Regions from separate parts of the Mus musculus genome. Here regions 1, 2, 4, 5 and 6 are each linked to region 3. The links are chromatin contacts, called in public ChIA-PET and promoter capture Hi-C maps. All regions are on one chromosome and are shown on one strand. The core of a region is the stretch at or near the end of the contact, and the rest is flanking DNA. Distances in the headings are between cores, read along the strand shown. Region 1 holds the start of Upf1 (UPF1 regulator of nonsense transcripts homolog (yeast)). Region 2 holds the start of Klhl26 (kelch-like 26). Region 3 holds the start of Zfp963 (zinc finger protein 963). Region 4 holds the start of Homer3 (homer scaffolding protein 3). Region 5 holds the start of Cope (coatomer protein complex, subunit epsilon). Region 6 holds the start of Lzts1 (leucine zipper, putative tumor suppressor 1).

What was found. Promoter capture Hi-C pulls out the DNA fragments that hold promoters and counts their contacts. ChIA-PET counts read pairs in DNA pulled down with a chosen protein or histone mark.
Region 1: a contact with region 3 is called in a promoter capture Hi-C map of pre-B cells, with 2.4 times the contacts expected there. The contact joins the promoter of Upf1 here to the promoter of Zfp963 in region 3. A contact is called at or near these places in 2 of 39 promoter capture datasets (liver and pre-B cells).
Region 2: a contact with region 3 is called in a promoter capture Hi-C map of pre-B cells, with 4 times the contacts expected there. The contact joins the promoter of Klhl26 here to the promoter of Zfp963 in region 3. A contact is called at or near these places in 2 of 39 promoter capture datasets (liver and pre-B cells) and 1 of 115 datasets of contacts at active chromatin or transcription factors (pancreatic cancer cells).
Region 4: a contact with region 3 is called in an RNA polymerase II ChIA-PET map of memory CD8 T cells, with 7 read pairs. The contact joins the promoter of Homer3 here to the promoter of Zfp963 in region 3.
Region 5: a promoter capture Hi-C map of pre-B cells shows a contact between it and region 3, with 5 times the contacts expected there. The contact joins the promoter of Cope here to the promoter of Zfp963 in region 3. A contact is called at or near these places in 1 of 39 promoter capture datasets (pre-B cells), 1 of 484 Hi-C or Micro-C datasets (CD4 T cells) and 1 of 115 datasets of contacts at active chromatin or transcription factors (memory CD8 T cells).
Region 6: a promoter capture Hi-C map of cranial neural crest shows a contact between it and region 3. The contact joins the promoter of Lzts1 here to the promoter of Zfp963 in region 3. A contact is called at or near these places in 4 of 39 promoter capture datasets (the C10 cell line, cranial neural crest, hippocampal neurons and 1 more).

What each region holds. Positions count from the first base shown.
Region 1 is chr8:70,351,950-70,354,649 of GRCm38.p6, reverse strand. Upf1 (UPF1 regulator of nonsense transcripts homolog (yeast)) reads left to right here and starts at 1,371. Exons shown (of 24, transcript NM_030680.3): 1 at 1,371-1,872. The coding sequence starts at 1,657.
Region 2 is chr8:70,475,607-70,478,306 of GRCm38.p6, reverse strand. Klhl26 (kelch-like 26) reads left to right here and starts at 1,364. Exons shown (of 3, transcript NM_178771.3): 1 at 1,364-1,457. The coding sequence starts at 1,402.
Region 3 is chr8:69,748,694-69,751,393 of GRCm38.p6, reverse strand. It overlaps Zfp963 (zinc finger protein 963), which reads left to right and starts at 1,432. Exons shown (of 4, transcript NM_001200023.1): 1 at 1,432-1,562. The coding sequence starts at 1,560.
Region 4 is chr8:70,281,618-70,284,317 of GRCm38.p6, reverse strand. It overlaps Homer3 (homer scaffolding protein 3), which reads right to left and starts at 1,319. Exons shown (of 10, transcript NM_001146153.1): 1 at 1,218-1,319.
Region 5 is chr8:70,301,460-70,304,159 of GRCm38.p6, reverse strand. Cope (coatomer protein complex, subunit epsilon) reads right to left here and starts at 1,393. Exons shown (of 10, transcript NM_021538.2): 1 at 1,228-1,393. The coding sequence starts at 1,353. Ddx49 (DEAD box helicase 49) reads left to right here and starts at 1,708. Exons shown (of 13, transcript NM_001024922.2): 1 at 1,708-1,837. The coding sequence starts at 1,723.
Region 6 is chr8:69,182,867-69,185,566 of GRCm38.p6, reverse strand. It overlaps Lzts1 (leucine zipper, putative tumor suppressor 1), which reads left to right and starts at 1,369. Exons shown (of 4, transcript NM_001370971.1): 1 at 1,369-1,593.

The sequences.
Region 1 (2,700 bases), core at 122-2,621, 600 kb before region 3:
AGGCTGGCCTCAAACTTGCTATACAACTTAGGATGACCTTGAATCCTTGCTCTGTCTCCATCTCCAGAGTCCTGGGAGACTGCGCCTCTACACTCAGCATCTGTTTTTGTGTGTTTTGAGATGATGTAATGTTGGGTGTCCTGAACTTCGCTCTGTAGACAAGGCTGGCCTCAGAGTTACAGAGATCTCCCTGCCTTCGACTCCTGAGTGCTTGGATTTTAAGGAGTGTCCTTACTGGGAGATCCACCCAAGCAGAGGCAGCCACCCTCCTGGGTTTTTCCCTCGCAATAAATCTCGTGTTAGGTTTGTTGTGTGCTGTGACTTTGTTCTATTTCTTGGCTCCCAATTGCCAGGATCTTTTGGAGCACAGCTGAAACACTTTGGGGAACCACCTCCACCCCTCCCCCTGCCCAAGCAGAGCAGATACACTTCTGTGGGGGGAATGCCTTTCCCTTCAGAGCTGCAACACTTACACTTCCTCCACTGAAGAGTGGGAAGGAAACCCAGGGAGGAGTGTTTCTCTAAGTCTCGCAGCTGGCTGTGGATGCTCATCAGTTGGTAGCTTCTGCCTAGCACACAAGAGCCCTTAGTTCCGTGGTCAACATTGCATGTACACCTGTCACCCCACCACCAGGCACTTTGAGGCAGGAGGATTCCCCCGAATTCCAAACCAACCATGGTTACAGTGTGAGACCCTCAATCAAAACCAAAACAGGCCGGAGAAATGGCTCAGAGTTGTGCACCCAGCGCTTACAAGAGGAGCTCACATCCATTCATAACTAGTTCTAGGGGACCTGACCCCTTCTCAGCGATTCCCAGGCTAGCTCGGACCAGTGCGACTTGATCGCAAGACAAAAGAAGCATTTATCTTCACAGGCTTCAGGAGTGCTCGGGGTAGCAGTGACTACCATTTGGCAGAGTCCCCGCTCCCTACTCATTTATTCAATCGATGAATACTGAGAATGGCCACGAGCCAAGTGACAGACGGGGTAACTAAGGTTCAAGGAGTGCAGGTGCGTGGTCCCCGTGCCACAGGCTCCACACCCAAAACCTTCTGGAGAGAGCCTCAATCAGCACCTAACGAACATCCAGCCCTGAAGCCCGGAGGTGAGGACGTCGCATGCGCGCATGCGCACCGCTAGGCAGCAGTTGGGGCGGGGCCAAGTTCGCGAGCCCAGGTCCTTTAGGCGGTTGAAGGCCCGCCTCTTCGCGCAGGCGCACGGCGAGTTCCGCCCTCCCGCTTAGCTCCCAGTGCTCCGGTGCGGTTGGCTACTTTCCGGGAGGAACGCGCGCGCCTGCGCCGGCGTCGGACTCGCGCACGCGCATCTGTGCCGGCGTCCGGCTCGCGCACGCGCACCGCAGCGGTGGCGGCGACGGCGGTTCCTGTCCAGGGGTCTGAGAGCGGCGGTCGGCTTTGAGGCGAGCAGCGTTACGGAGGGGCGCGGCGGCGGCGGCGGCGGCGGCGGCGGCGGCGGCGGCGGCGGCAACTCAGAGCTCAGAACCGGCGGCCCGGCTCTGCTTTCGGAGGCCGACTCGGAGCCCGCCCGGCTCTCAGGGCGGCGGCAGCGGCTACTCCGGATTACGGCCTAGGCCTAGCCGAAGCCTCGGGCTCGAGTGCGGTGAGGCGCCCGCTGAAGGCGCGGCCCGGGCGGCAGGATGAGTGTGGAGGCGTACGGCCCCAGCTCGCAAACACTCACCTTCTTGGACACTGAGGAGGCCGAGCTGCTCGGCGCCGACACCCAGGGCTCCGAGTTCGAATTCACCGACTTCACCCTTCCCAGCCAGACGCAGACGCCCCCCGGCGGCCCCGGCGGCGCGGGAGGCCCGGGCGGAGCGGGCGCAGGCGGCGCGGCCGGCCAGCTCGACGCACAAGTGAGTTGAGCGGCGCATGGCGGCGCCGGAAGCCGGGCGGGCGCGGGAGCTGCGGCGCTAGATCCCAGTTAACCAGCCTTGGGCCCCTGTGAACCTGAGCCAGGTCCCAGTTAGACGGCGCTGGTCCGAGCTACCGGCTTCAGGTCCAGTTAACAAGCCTGGGTAACTGCTTCCTGCTCTGGCTCCTTAAACATTAAGTCCCTATTGGCCAGCTCCAGTTACCCACCCTGGATTCTTGTTTAAACTGCCCAGGTACCCGCCACCTGCCCTAGGTCTCTGGTACCTTATTACCAGATCTGGTTCCCGTTACTTGCCCTTTTCCCAGATCTCTGCTTCCACCCTATTCCAACTACCTCTTCCAGGTCTACCTGCCACAGTCATTGCCACCTGACTCAGGTTCCTGCTACCTGCCCTAGTCCTTGCTGCTCTGGCCCACCCAGCTACCTACCATCTTCTCTGATTCCCAGCCTCTTGTCCCAGCTACTTGCCACCTGTCCTTTTTTCCTCCACCCTGCTAGGCTGGGCAGTGACCTGCATTAGTGTCCCTCCTGTAGCGCAGGATCTGCTCGGCTCAAGGCTTAAGCCAGAGCTTCCCTCACTCCCCTCCTAGGTATGTCTAAGGTGACCTGTCCACAGTTGCTATCCTCTGGACGGACCCACATTGCCCTCCAGGGTCACCTGTTTGGCTAGTCCAACCACCCCATCTCACCCTTTTGCCACTTCATCCACCACCCCCTCCAGCCAGGGTTCAAGTTCAAGTTTGGGTTAGGGGTTCCCTGGAGCAGAGCCAGGGTTTTGTCGCCTCAAGTGGAAATAGCCCACTTTGTG
Region 2 (2,700 bases), core at 115-2,614, 730 kb before region 3:
CATTGCTGAGGGTTGCAAGTCTATAGCGTGCTTGAGGTAGAGGGTGTGGAGGCTGGCTTGTGTCTCTGTGGGCAGGGATTTCGGGAATGGGAGCTAGAGTATGAGGGCAGATACAGAAGGGATGGGGATTTGAGAGTGGCATTGGGCCCTGAGGTAGGAGGTTCTGAGCTTACTATATGCTGAAAACGCTGAAGCAAAGGGTTGGAAGTCAGAGGGTTGGGTTGGGTTCAGGCTGGGAAAGGGATATGGCTCGGGGCAGGATGCTAGTGAAGAGGGTCTGTGCACTCAGGGACTTTTGTTCCCTCACTCATCAGAACATGCCATCTGAGCCATCCCGCTTCTGCCAAAGATAAGCCACGCCCACATCTGTGCGCCGCCTAGCCCACACCTTGTTTGCCCCGCCCTTCATGGCACGACCTTCACAACTTAGGTTCCACATCTCCTACCAAGGCTCTTCCCCAACCCTCCCATTCTTGCAGTCCAGACCCGCCCCCTCATTATGATGAGCCCCGCCCAAGTCCCGATCCTTCTCCCAGCCCTGGCCCCGCCCAGGCACCTCCCGAACGTGGATTCGGCCCTCTTCCCATCCCAGGCATATGTTCCCAGCAGTTCTGCTCTTAATTAAAAGACCCTCCCAACCTACCCTTTGCCTCACCCCTCCGCTAACCACGCCCCTCTCGGGCTAGACACTTCCCATCATCATCCTGGGCTCCTTCCCTCCTCTAGGGGCGGCTCCAGTCTTCCTCCACTTTTCTTCTGGTCCAGCATATATCTAACACCAAGAATGACCCTCAGGCCGCCTTCCCCTTCCTGGTTATGTTGGGAAGTAACATGGTTCCATTTCCCGCATAGGCCTTCCAGCCACTCTCTCCACAGCCAAGACTCGCCCCTCTCCAAACTCAGGCCCTACCATACCTTGGAGCCAACCTTTTCTCCCACAGAACTTTTCTTCCACAGGTCTCTTCCCTCCTTTACATAGGCCCCGCCCCTCTTTAGGTCATGTCCTGCTTGAATCACCTTTCTCAGACCCCTCCCTTCTGAGGGCCATGACGTCTTCAACCCTTACCCCCACTTCAGGTACTATCTTCCTTAGGTCCGCTCTTAGGCCATGCTTATAATTCTTATTGCACGCCTCCAGGGTTTTAAGCGCCACTTCTCTTCAAGGCTCCGCCCCAATCCCCGCCTACCTCTTTGGCCCCTGGTCTTTCAGGCTCCTCCCCCTCACTTTCTTTGGCCTTACTCGATGTTCTTCTCCGACCTGCTCTCCTCAGGCCCCGCCCCTGATCCCAAGCTCCGCCCACCACTCGAGTCCCTCCCTCCTTCTCAGCGGCTCCGCCCGCTGCCCCGGGCCCCGATCTCCCGATCAGCGCGCCGCCCCATCGCTCGGGCGCGCGGCGGAAGATGGCGGAGTCCGGTGGCAGCAGCGGCTCTAGTCAGAGCCCCGAGCGCCCGAGCAGGTGAGTCCTACGCCTCTGTTGGCATGCACCACTTGGCTCGGGCGGGGCCGACCCGGGGCCGCCGGGGGCGTGGACGTTCCGAGTCCCTGTCGTTAAGGTCCTGAGCTATGGCGTAGGCCTGAGGGCAGGCTGAGGCCCGGCTTCCTGGGAGCTGCGAGCCCGGGGCTGAAGGGGTTCGGGGAAGGTGACGTGGGAAGCTCCACAAGGACCCTGGGGCCCGGGAGGGAGCCGAGGCGTTCGTGAAGGGAGCACTGAGACCACCTGGTTACCTCCACAGGTCCTGATGGCAGGGAACAAGAGGCCTAGGCATGTCTGGAGGGGAACACTGAGGCCAGTCACCTAGGAGCCTGGACATGTCTGAGGAAGACACTGAGGCCAGTCACCTAGGGGCCTGGACATGTCTGGGGAGACACTGAGGCCAGTCACCTAGGGGCCTGGACATGTCTGGGAGACACTGAGGCCACTGGGAGACCTCAACAGGTTCTATTTGTCAGAAAATTGTCTAGGGGCTTGATAGGTGAACAAGGGACTTGGGCATGCCGTGAGGGGACACTGAGGCAACCTTGGGGGCCCCAGCAGATCCATCATGATGGCCAGGGAGTCTCAGGGACTGTGAGAGGTCGGGATGTATTTGTGGAGTTTGAGCACTGTGAGAGAAGATACTCAAGAGTATAGGGTCTTTCTTTAAGACCCCCTTCCTTCCACCCTTCATAGGGTTTAAATACCCCTCCCCTCACTCTAAACGTTTGAATTGGAGGTCTTGCCCTCAGATATTGGGTCCACGTTCACCCCTTTTAGTTAAATGAGGTCACCCTTTTTCCTGGTCAACTCTGAAGGTGGGTTCCTTGAACTTGGGAATTTGCATAAAGATGGCAAGTATTTTTAAATATTTGTTTTATTTTGGTTTTTCAAGACAAGGAATCTTATAGCTGGTCTCACAGATGCCATATAGCTGAGGATAACATCAAACTGCTGGTTATCTTTCCTCAACCCGAATGATCAAGATGACAGGCATGCATCTCTATTCCTGTGGTGCATGCTAGGTGAGGACTCTACTACTGGGTCATATGCCTGCCCTCTACCCATCCTATTTTTAAGATAGTGACTGATTTGTATAGCATAGGCCAACCTTGAACTCAAAAACTTTCTGTTGCAATACATTTTTGTGAATTGATCTGGAGTCTCAGGGGAAGAGCACCTACCGGTCTTAGGGAACTCTCTTAGGGAGCACTCACACCCTCCA
Region 3 (2,700 bases), core at 183-2,682:
TTTTCTATTCCCCAAAACCATGACAAAGGAAAACGGCTGCAAATGTGATTCAGTGGGGCCAGGCTCCATCCCAAGAAGGCAGCAGAATTTGGCCATGATGTCTGTGTGGTTCTGACTTTAGAGTCAAGTCTGTAACTATGGAGAGTGTATGGCAGTGTAGTCCCTGCATGGAAGGTACTGAGAAGCTATTGTGAGTCATTTTGGAATTCAAACCTGGATTTCAGTGGAGATCCTAGAGCCATGAGACATCCGCCAAGGAGAGAATTGTCTTGAGCCTTAGAAGATATTTGGACCTTTAAATAATGTTGAGACTGTGAAAGTCTATGGGGACTTTTGACGGAGAACCAAATGCATTTTGCATTATAGTATGGTCTATGGGGGCCAGGGAGTGGAAGGAGGTGGTTTGAATGAGAATGGCTTCCATAGGCCATGTTTCAGTGTTTGGTCCCCAGTGATGGAACTGTTTGGGAAGAATTGGGTGCAGCCTTGGTGGTGGAGGTGGTCTTCGAGGTTTTAAAAGACTTGTGCCATTCTCAGTGGATTAAGGTGTGAGTCCTCAGCCTGTGGCCAAGCCTTAACAATACCAGCATGGACTGTTACACACTGCACCTCTAAGCCTGGTTAAACTGTTTTATAAGTCACTTCAATCATGAAGTTTTATCATAGCAACAGAAATGTAACTATGTCAGGCAAGTGCCCTTAATCACTGAGCGATCTCTCCAGCTCCTGTTTTTTTTTTTATCAACTCTAATTTTGTCTGTTTGTTTGCATTGGGTATGTTTATTTGTGCAGGCTAGTTTTATGTCAATTTGACACAAGCTTGAGTCATCAGAGTGGGGAGCCTCAATTGAAAATGTCTCCATGAGCTTGGGCTGTAAGCAAGCCTGTGAGGTCATTTTTAAAAATTAGAGATTAATGGGGGGAAAGCCCATTGTGGCTGGGGCCATCCCTGGACTGGTGGTCCTGGGTTCTCTAAGCAGCCGTATTTGCAGACAGTTTGGAGTCACCCGATGTGGGTTCTGGAAATTGAACTTGGGTCCTCTGAAGAGCAGCATGTGCTCTCAACCTCTCAGTATCAACTGGAACCAGAGTGGTCTGACTGGCCTCCTAGGTCTGAGGCACAGGGGCCATTGTATTAGACACTGAGTTGGTAACTGGACTGCTTACGAGAACCATCTGGTACCCTGTTAGACTAGGAAGTGCTTGCCGAGTTCACTGAGACAGCAGGGCCCAGCTCTCCAAGAACAAGAACAAGTTCTGCGTCAATGTAAATTCTCCTGACCATATGCTGGAGTAAAAGGCAGGCAGTCCAGGGCAGAGACTGCCTGGTCATCACTTCAGCTCCTGCTGTCAATCAGCAGTCGCTGGGCGGACCTAGCCAATCAGGGCCTTCAAGCTTACACCACTCAATCAAGAGCGAGGTAGGGCAGTGGGAGGCGGATTTTCTCTGTCCGCCGTGTTGTAGACTGAACTCCGTGGCTCAGGGAGGCCCCGTGGGTGCGTGTGCTGCGCTGTGGCCGCCGCTGTGAGGGGAGCACGGGCAGCTCGGAAGCCGCGACATGGTGAGCGCAGGGCCGCTGTCCCAGGTGGAGAGGAGTGGCAGCTATCGGTAGCTCTTCGCTTGTGCGGCGTTAGGCCCGCTGCGGTTGGCGGCGACTAGGTCGCTGCGGCTGTGTCGCTCCGCCCTTCGGCCGCGTCTGCGCAGAGCTCAGGGCGCCGCAGGGGAGGCCCCGCCCTCCGTGTCGGTGACGTCACGGCCACGAAGTGGTTTTTGTGTTGTACCCTGAGGCTGTTTGCTGAACTCAAGGTCCTGCCGGTTCCCCTGAGTTGTCTTCACATATTGGTGGAGAGTCCACTTTGAAATACTTTTGTGGGAGTTGTAAACTCTTAAGTTTTTGCTTATTTATGCCTATGTTGGATAGTATTTGTGAAGACAATTACTCTCCTGAGTTTAATTTGCTCTTTTAAAAGAACATTGACTATTTTGTGAGGTTCTTTTTTTATACTGTTTTGTAGATAAATTAGTTTCCAAATATTCGTACACTATTATGATCATTAAATTTCTTTGTAAAGATAAAATCTTTTATTTGTGTACTATTTATTTAGAATTGTCTGGAACGTTGAGGGTTTTTTTTCCCCCTTTACATATAAACCTTAGAACGGCTTTCTGCTGTTACACAAGATGTTAGCATTCTTGTTGGGATTGTGTTTTGAATTTATAGTGTAAATTGAGGAAAGCAACATCTTGGTGTTGTCTTCTATTTACTAGGCCAGTGCATATTCTTATTTGATTTTTTTTTTCTTTTTTCTGGACACTGGATCTCTCTGTGTCAGTGGTTCTTTACCTTTCGGTTAAGACAATCAGAAAACACTAATTCCCAATGGCTTTAGGAACTGAGATACTGCTCAGTTACAACATTACAATTATAACATAGCAACAAAAATAATTTTTTGGTTGGGAGTCACCTCAACATGAGGAAATGTATCAAAGGGCCGCAGCGTTAGGAAGGTTTAGAGTGACTGCTCTATGTATTCCTGGCTGTATGGGAATTTGCCATGTAGCTCAGGCTGGCCTTGAGTTCACAGAGATCCCTCGTCTCTGACTCCCAAGTGCTGGAATTAAAGACCTGTGCCACCGTGCCTGGCTTGATTCATTTTTGAAAAAGAAATTTATCTTCATCCAAGGATCTTTGTGAAATT
Region 4 (2,700 bases), core at 70-2,569, 530 kb before region 3:
ATCTGTAATGGGATTGGATGCCCTGTTCTGATGTGTCTGAAGACAGCTACAGTGTACTTGTATAAATAAAATAAATAACTCTAGGAAGGAAGGGAGGGAGGGAGGGAGGGAGGGAGGGAGAGAGAGAGAGAGGAGAGAGAGAGAGAGAGAGAGAGAGAGAGAGAGAGAGAGAGAGAGAGAGAGAGAGAGAGAGAGAGAGAGAGAGAGAGAGAGAGAGAGGAGAGAGAGAGAAAGGACCACTTAGCCCAGATAACTCTGTGTCTGAGTCTCCAGGGAGCTTACTTAAAAGGAAAAAATGAAAGCCTGGTATGGTGGCACCAGCACTGGGGAGAATGAGGAGACTTTGAAGCCAACCTGGGCTACAGAGTGGGACCATGTCTCAACGCACAGGCACACACACACACACAAGCACGCATTGCACACAGCGGTTCATCCTAGTCCCCACCATGTGAACAGGGAACAGGACCGGGAGAACGGAGCTCCCCAGCCTCCTATGAACGCTTGCACCTGTCATTCTCCTAAGTCCCCCAAATTTCAACTAAGGAGATTGGAGGAGAAGGAGGGTCCTGCGGGTGCGGGAGGTCAAGACCCGGGGTCTGAGGTCAGGGCCCCTCCAAGCTGTCTTGGGAAGCTGCGAAACCTAAGTTCCCATACAGAGGGAGGGTAGGGGGGTTGTCCAGTCAGAGACGCTAATGGAACTGGCGGAGATTGGGGGAAAGGGGTCCCCGAACCCAGGCCCTTCCGGTCGGACCACTCCTGCCTGGACTTGCCACCATCAGGAAAAGTTACTCACTGAGTAGTCACGCGCCTTGGAGCAGAGGCGCGGGGCGGAGAACCGCGATCGCGCGCGGCGGGGACCCTGCCAGGAGCCCCACGCCGGCTTCCCATTTGGCACCGGTTCCCACTCCCTCCAGGGCAGCTCGTGAGGGCAACTACGGGAGCCGCTGACCCGCAACTTCTAAGTGGCGGAGCCTCGCGATGCGGCGTCCCCAACACCCGGACCTCGGCTGAGGAACCCGGTGAAGACGCGCCCCGCGCCCCAGCCAGCACCTGAGCCGGCCCCCTAGCCGGCACCCCAGGATCCCAACCCCTCAGCCTGCACCCCGCAGCTCCTGGGCCCCGCCTCACAGTCCGCAACTTTGGAAACCGTCTGCGTTTCCTGCGCCCCCGACTCCCTGATTGTGCCTCGGAAGCTGGGGTCCCCCTGTCTGGCTCACCCCGCGTCGTCGTCGCTGCAGCCTCCGGCCCGCGCCCTCCGCGCGCCCCGCGCCGCCCGCGCCTTTGTCTGCGCCGCCTCCGGTCCCATCGCGGCCAGTCCCCGCGCCGCCCCGCCTCTGCCCAGCGCCCCCTGCTGGCCAGCTACGGAGGGCGGGGAAGAGGGAGGGGACCCCGAGAGGGAAGAAGAGGAGGGCGGACATGGAGGGGGGAGTTGGGCGGGGTGAAAGGGCAGAGGAAGGGGAGGGCACCAGGAGGTCAAGAGGAGGAACTTCTGAAGGGGGGACCCAGTGGGAGGCAACTGAAGGAAGTGGGGAGGGCGTGGCTTTTGAAGGAGGGGGAGGGGCCCATAAAGTCTGGGGCTGGGATCAGAGGGATTAAGGGCAGGGGCCTAGGATCAGGCAGAGTACTGGACAGAGGGGAGGGATCCAGGAGGGCAGCGGAGAGAGACAGAAGGTGACTGCGGACAAAGACAGCGGGGTGGGGAGAGGGGTGGAAGAGGAGGGTCTGTCTGGATCGGCCTTGGGGCAGAGCATTGGACTGATGGGCTGAAGGCTGAGAAGACAAAAGTGTGGGTGTTAGATGGGTGGTAGCGGGCCAGGGTGTGAAGACAGAGGCAGAAGTCCTGGAGTGTGATCTGGTGACCCAGAGATAGGGAGAAACACGGAAAATGGGTGGACAACGACCCTTCGCTTTCCTGCCTCCTACCAAGGGTGGCCCTGAGTCTTCATGTGGCTTCTTCGAAAAGAAAAAGTTCCTGGACCCTCAGCAACTGAAGCATGAAGACAGCTTGAGCCCAGCTCCCCAAAACGAAGGTGGGGGTGGGACTGCAAATCAGTGTGTAACGCCCTCGTCAAGCGTCTGTGGTGCCCTGGGCTCCATCCTAATTCCCACGAAAAGAACAAGCAGGCAAATCTCTGTGAATTCTAGGCTAGATTGGTCTATATAGTGAGTTCTAAGCCATCTAGGGCCACATAGTGAGACCCTGACTTTCAAAAATAAATTCTGGGAGTAACTAGGTTATTGTTACAGAGTCTTAGGATCCAAGTGTCCTCTTAGTGTTGTCTTCCAATGAAATGGACAAACTCCCTGCAGCTCTGTAGGCTGAGTCCTGCCTCTGTCCACAGCCACAGCAGCCCGCCGAGGATCCTTCAGGGGATCACCTATCTGCCAGTGGGTCCCTAGCCCTGTGGCAAATCCCTTGCTGCACTTTTCTAGAAATTTCTGCAAGGGTTTCCGTGTTCTGGGGACAAATGGCTGTGTCCGAATCAGAGTCTGTGGTTCTCAGCTTTGCATTTCTTATGTCAGATATATATTTTTTTCTCTTCTCAAGCCCTCTGGTGTCTGCTGGGATCTGAGCAGGTGGCTAACTTTCAGTGAAGATATTCTCAGGCCAGGCGAGTTTCTCTCCCTCGCCCTCCCAGGAATGTGCTCCTTTCCAAGGATGTTTGTCACTCCTTGACCTTCCAGGCTGTGTGGTTCTGT
Region 5 (2,700 bases), core at 144-2,643, 550 kb before region 3:
ATCACAGCCCTGACTCTGTTTCACATTCAAAACAGGCAAGTCTAAGACCACCACTTTCTACACCCATTCTGCCATTTCCTGGCTCTCTGTGCTGCCTCTGTTGCCAAGGCTACTATACCTAGAAAGCCTGTAGTTCCACCAACTCCATCCCTTACTGAGCCCAGCAGGAATGCTGTTTTCCACGAGTGCACAGTGAAGAATGAGTGACAGGTGATTCTGTCAACAACACACACAGGCTGTTGCAAACACGGGTCACATCTTTAATGAACTAAAGACAAGCTGAGCATTGTGGCACAGGCCTGTCATCCTGCATCTGGGAGGCTGAGACAAGACTGCTACATCTAGGGACAGCCTGGGCTATATGAAGCTGCTTAAAACATAAAACAAAACCAGGGCAAGGATTTAGCCTGTGGAGCATTTGCATCGAAGCTGTGCTTTGGCTGTGCACACTATGATCCCAGCACTCCAGAGAGCAGGCATGGCCATCAGGAATTCAGTGCTCTTCAGCAACATGGGGAGTCTGAGGCCAGCCTGGGCTAAAGGAGACTGTCTTCTTTTATAACCAAACTTCCCTTTTGGGGGGAGTGGGGGAGGCGAGGAGGGTACAGTTCAAGACGGGGTTTTTCTGTAGCACCCTGGCTGTCCTGGAAGTCGCTATGTAGATCAGAGTGGTCCAAAACTCAGAGACTTGACTGCCTCTGCCTCTGGGTGCTGGGATTTAAGGCACACCAAGCTACCTCCGGTTTAGGACTATTATTAAGACAGATTACAGTATTACCCGAACTGACCTAGAACTGCTTATGAAGATCAGGCTGACCCTAAACTTACAGAGATCAGCCTCCCAAGTGCTGGAATAGAAGGCGTGCACCATGATGCCTGACTTTAGACACTTAAAAAAGGGGGGCGGGGGGGGTTTAAAAACGAAACAGTAAGAGGTTTTATGATGGAGCTAGTGGCGCACACCTGTCACCTCACCATTACCCTGACTTCAGGTCAGCCTGGGCTATAAAGTGAGCCCCTGTCAATCAACCACCAGAAAGTTGGAAGCTTGGCACAGGGGTGCACACCTGTCATCCTAGCACTGGAGGGGTGAAGACTGGAGGCGCAGGACCTCAAGGTTAGCCTCGGTTACAGAGTAAATTGAAAACCATCCCTAATTATAAGAGAAACCGAGTCCTCGGACCAGAACCTCAGAGCGCGCCGGAAGCTGCTCCGCACGCTGCCCACCTTCACGCGCTGAGCCTCGTTGATGCACTGCTGGTAGCTGCCGATGTAGAAAGCGTTCTTCACGTCGAACAGCTCATCTACCTCTCCGGAGCCGCCAGAGACCGCGCCAGGAACCGGAGGAGCCATGTCACCGCACCTCTAACCAACCTTCTTCTGGGACACGTAGGCCGGAAGCAGGTCCCCGTCGTCAGGAACTCTGGGAAACGTAGTTCTATGGGACAAATCAGAGGCGATGAAAAAGAAACCTTGCAAAGCCTCCCGAGAACTATAGTTCGGATTCCGTCAACAAACACAAGGCCTTCAGAACCAAAACACTGAAAAGCGGTCAAAGCTCGGATTGGTTGAAGGATCTGGAGAGGGTCTCTCCGTGACGTCACATTCCTCCGCCAACGTCCTCTCACAACTTTTCCAGGCCGGACTGCGCCGGGGTGGACGTGACGTAGCATTCACGCGCCGGAAGCACTCATTTCTAGGTTCTCTGCCCGGGTCTGGAGCATGGCGGGGTTCGCTGAGATCGGGTTGTCGTCGTGGCTGGTAGAACAGTGTCGACAGCTGGGGTTGAAGCAGCCCACGCCGGTGCAGCTCGGGTGCATTCCGGCCATCCTGGAAGGTGAGTTCTCGCCTTTCTTTTAATGCCTTTCTTTGCCCGCTCTTCCTTAGCCCCACTTGGGTTCCAGGAATCAGGACAGCATTGAGTGTTTCGGGGACCCTGACCCGCAGCATTGACATTTACGCTGCGACCGACTCGTGTTCATTATCACACAGGTGATGGGTGGCACCTCTTAAGTTTTCGTAGCACCCGAGCATAGGGAGAGATCGGTGAATGACTAAAACATGGCACTGAAAAAAAAAAAGGGTAGAGCTGGCTTTGACGTAGAAGCCGTCAAACTCCAGGTAAAAACCAATGCTCCGTGTTTGTGTCAGTGCTCTTCGACCCAGTTCACTTTTGCCATTAAAGAGGCGTCCTTGGAGCCGGACGTGGTGACTCTCAGTCATCTCAATACTGAGCAGGTGGAAGCAAGAGGATCAGGAGTTCAAGGTGATCCTCAGTTTGGTAGCAAGTTGCAGACCAGCCTGGGCTACCTGAAAATTTGTTTCAAACAAGCAATTATAATAATTGTTGGAAATTAGATAATAACACGTTCAAGGGACTAGTGGAAATGAAACAGTTTTAAATATTCAATTCTGGAGAAAGGGGTACCAGCATAGAGAAAAGGCAAAAATAGCTGGTGTGGTGATTTCAAGCAAGTTTTTGAAGCCTTTCCCCAAATATGGGAAATTCCTGACCTTTTCTTCCATAGACCTGCAGGGCTTTTCCCCTCCCCAAATTCCCCATCCCATTGGTCCATTGGGGCCCCAAGTCTTCTCTAATGAATAGTTTGGGTCTTGAGGCTGCCTCTCTTCTATTCTCTTTTCTTTCTTTTTTTTTTCCCTTGTTTTTTTGTTTTTTTGAGACAGGGTTTCTCTGTATAG
Region 6 (2,700 bases), core at 120-2,619, 570 kb after region 3:
TCCACTGTTACCTTCAAGAGCCAGAACAATTGTTCTGTATCCTCCCTATTCACCAAAATTCCTGAGACACCTCTGAGAAGACATGCTTATACCAAGTCAATGAGTGGGGCACAGAAAGAAGAAAAGGCTTCCATCAAAAGAGGCATCATTCTGCCTGTGGTGGTTAGAGGTGGGAGTAAGGATGGAACTCGGAACTGGAACTGGGGAACGTATAGATAGAGAGACGTCTGGCATAAACTCTCCTGTCTCAGTCTCCCAGGTCTCCCAGGTGCTGGGATTACAGGCTGGCTGGCTATTTATTTTCCCTCTTTAGTGTTCAGGAAGCTAGAATTACATAATTAAATAAAGCTTTAAATTAATCTAGGGTCAAAAGCAGGAGGGAGCAGCAGAGGTTTGGGGCAGGAGAGTGTCAGAAAGACTCTGATTCAGTCATGCTATTAGTGATCCCTACTCTCCTTCCCTTAACCTGCCCCTTTCAGGGCAAAGCTGGCAATTTCTGGACAGCGCCTCTGCCTTCAGACTGGCCTGCTTTTCACTATCTTACCCTCAGTGTACCCTCAGATAGGTGGTGAAAAGTGGGTGGATGGCTGATGCTTTTACTGCTGGGGATCGAAATTAAGGCCACAACCTTTATCTCTGAGCTAATTATCCAGCCCGCCCTGCCTATATATTTCTACTTTATATTTTGAAACAAGGTTACACTTCGGTGCTCCAGGCAGGACTTGAATTTTTAATTCTCCTGTTTCAGCCTCTCTCAAGTCCCTGGGATTACTGGCTAGCATCACTCAGGCTTCTGAAGTGTCAAAATTTAATTGGATCTTTTTGAGGACTGAAGTCAGGAGGCTCTGGGCTCTCTGGTCTATAATCGCAGCAAGGTGAAGCAATACCCTCATAACCCCTCTAGACCGTTAGTTTGGTCCTTAAACCAAGAAACTCAACCTTTTGCTGGGGTTGTGGCTGGGAGTTGGGCTGGAGAAATCACCGGTAAGAGGCAGAGGTAGCAAAGAAGAAGGGAATGCAGAAAATGGGTAAAGAAAATGCAAAGGCGAATAGAATGCAGACAGAGAAAGCAAGAACGAGGAGACAGTGGAAGATGAGGAAAGATAGAGAAAGGCTGAACAGACAGGAACCCCCGAGTGTGATGAAACGAGAGCTAAGAAACTGCGAGCCTGACCGGCGCGGGCTTTGGGCACAGAGGAGCCAGGAGGTCGGAGCAACCCCAGCTGTCAGTCTGGAACAAAGGCCGGGGAGAGAGCAGGACAGGGTGCAGGCAGTGCGGGCCAATGAATGTCGTTGACTCTGGCCCCGCCCCACTCGTGCCCCGCCCCACCCCGCCCCGCCGGCGGCCAGGGACCCAGCGCAAGGGCCAGAGCGCCCGGACGAGCTGGCGGGCTCTGGGAGGCTCCGACAAGCTCACAGTCCGAAAGTTTCTCTGTCTTTCTGCTGCTCCTGGGAGTGTGACTTGAGCGACGCGGGATCCGCCGGCTCTAGGAGCCCTCCAGAAAAAGAGAAAGGGGCACTGCACAAAATACACCGAAAAATCAAAATCTGCAGCCATTTGCAGCTATCCCCAAGGCGGAGGAGGACAGACAGGTAAGGTACGGGTACCCAGGGTCCTGTTCCTCCTTCGTGCAGGGTCTACAGCTCTGCGGACGGCCCAGACACAGGGAAGACTTCGCTTTCTACAGCATACCACTCCCGGGAGTGAGTCCGCTCGTCTGTCGGTCTTTGTCTGTCTGTGTCCGCGTCTGTCTAGGTGTCTTTGTTTCTACATGTAACTATCGGGGTGAAGGGCAGTGGTAGGTGTGGGGGAGTCTTCTTCCCTGTCACTGATTGTATTTCTAATCTGACCCCAGCCGGAAGGAAATGGTGTGCATCAGTCAATCCTTATGTCTTTGTCTGTCAGACCGGGGATTCTCGTAAACCTGAATTTCATCTTGGAGACGTGCATTAGGTGACATGAATGTAGAGATGAAGAAATGAGAGGTGAGGAAGTGAGGCCACAGAGACTGGGGCCCCAGACAGAGGATCCAGCTGCTGGCGACTGGCTAGTGAACTTTACCTTGCTGGCTGGAACTTTGGAGGTACATGTGTCTGGAAGGAATAGGAATGAGCTTGGACGAATACACAGGTAGACAGACACATAGACACACACTGACACACCTCAGTTCACTCCTTTTTCTCATTCACCACAGGGAATCAGATCCCCTCTGTTTTTGCTTCTCATCTGCCCTGGCTTCACTCAGCAATAGAAACCCAAACACCACGGACCAGGTGATGTTTCCCTTCCCTGCTCCAAGTGGAAGGGATTAAACTGTGGCACATGTGAGCATTCTGCTCACCCACGGGTTGTCAGTCCTCAATTTCCCAAGCACTAGAGATGTTTAGGGATCCAAGAACCATGCCTTCTGCCCTCAGGTTTTCTGCATGCTCCTTGGATTGCTGAGGAGCAGGCTCTGGGTTCTGGGTAGCTGTCATCGAGACTTCTCCACCAGAGGGTCTCTCCTCCCTGGAAACACAATCTAGTCTCAGCCCATCACAGAGAGATGAGCTGCCCGCATGCACTTCTCCCAGAACCCAGATCCTGACGGGGGGGGGGGGGGGGCTGCTGGTAAGGGATTTTGAGGATTTGTAACCTGAGCTTCCTTCAAGTTCAGAAACAATTTTCTGCAGGCAGACAGAAGGAAAATGGAGGTGTTT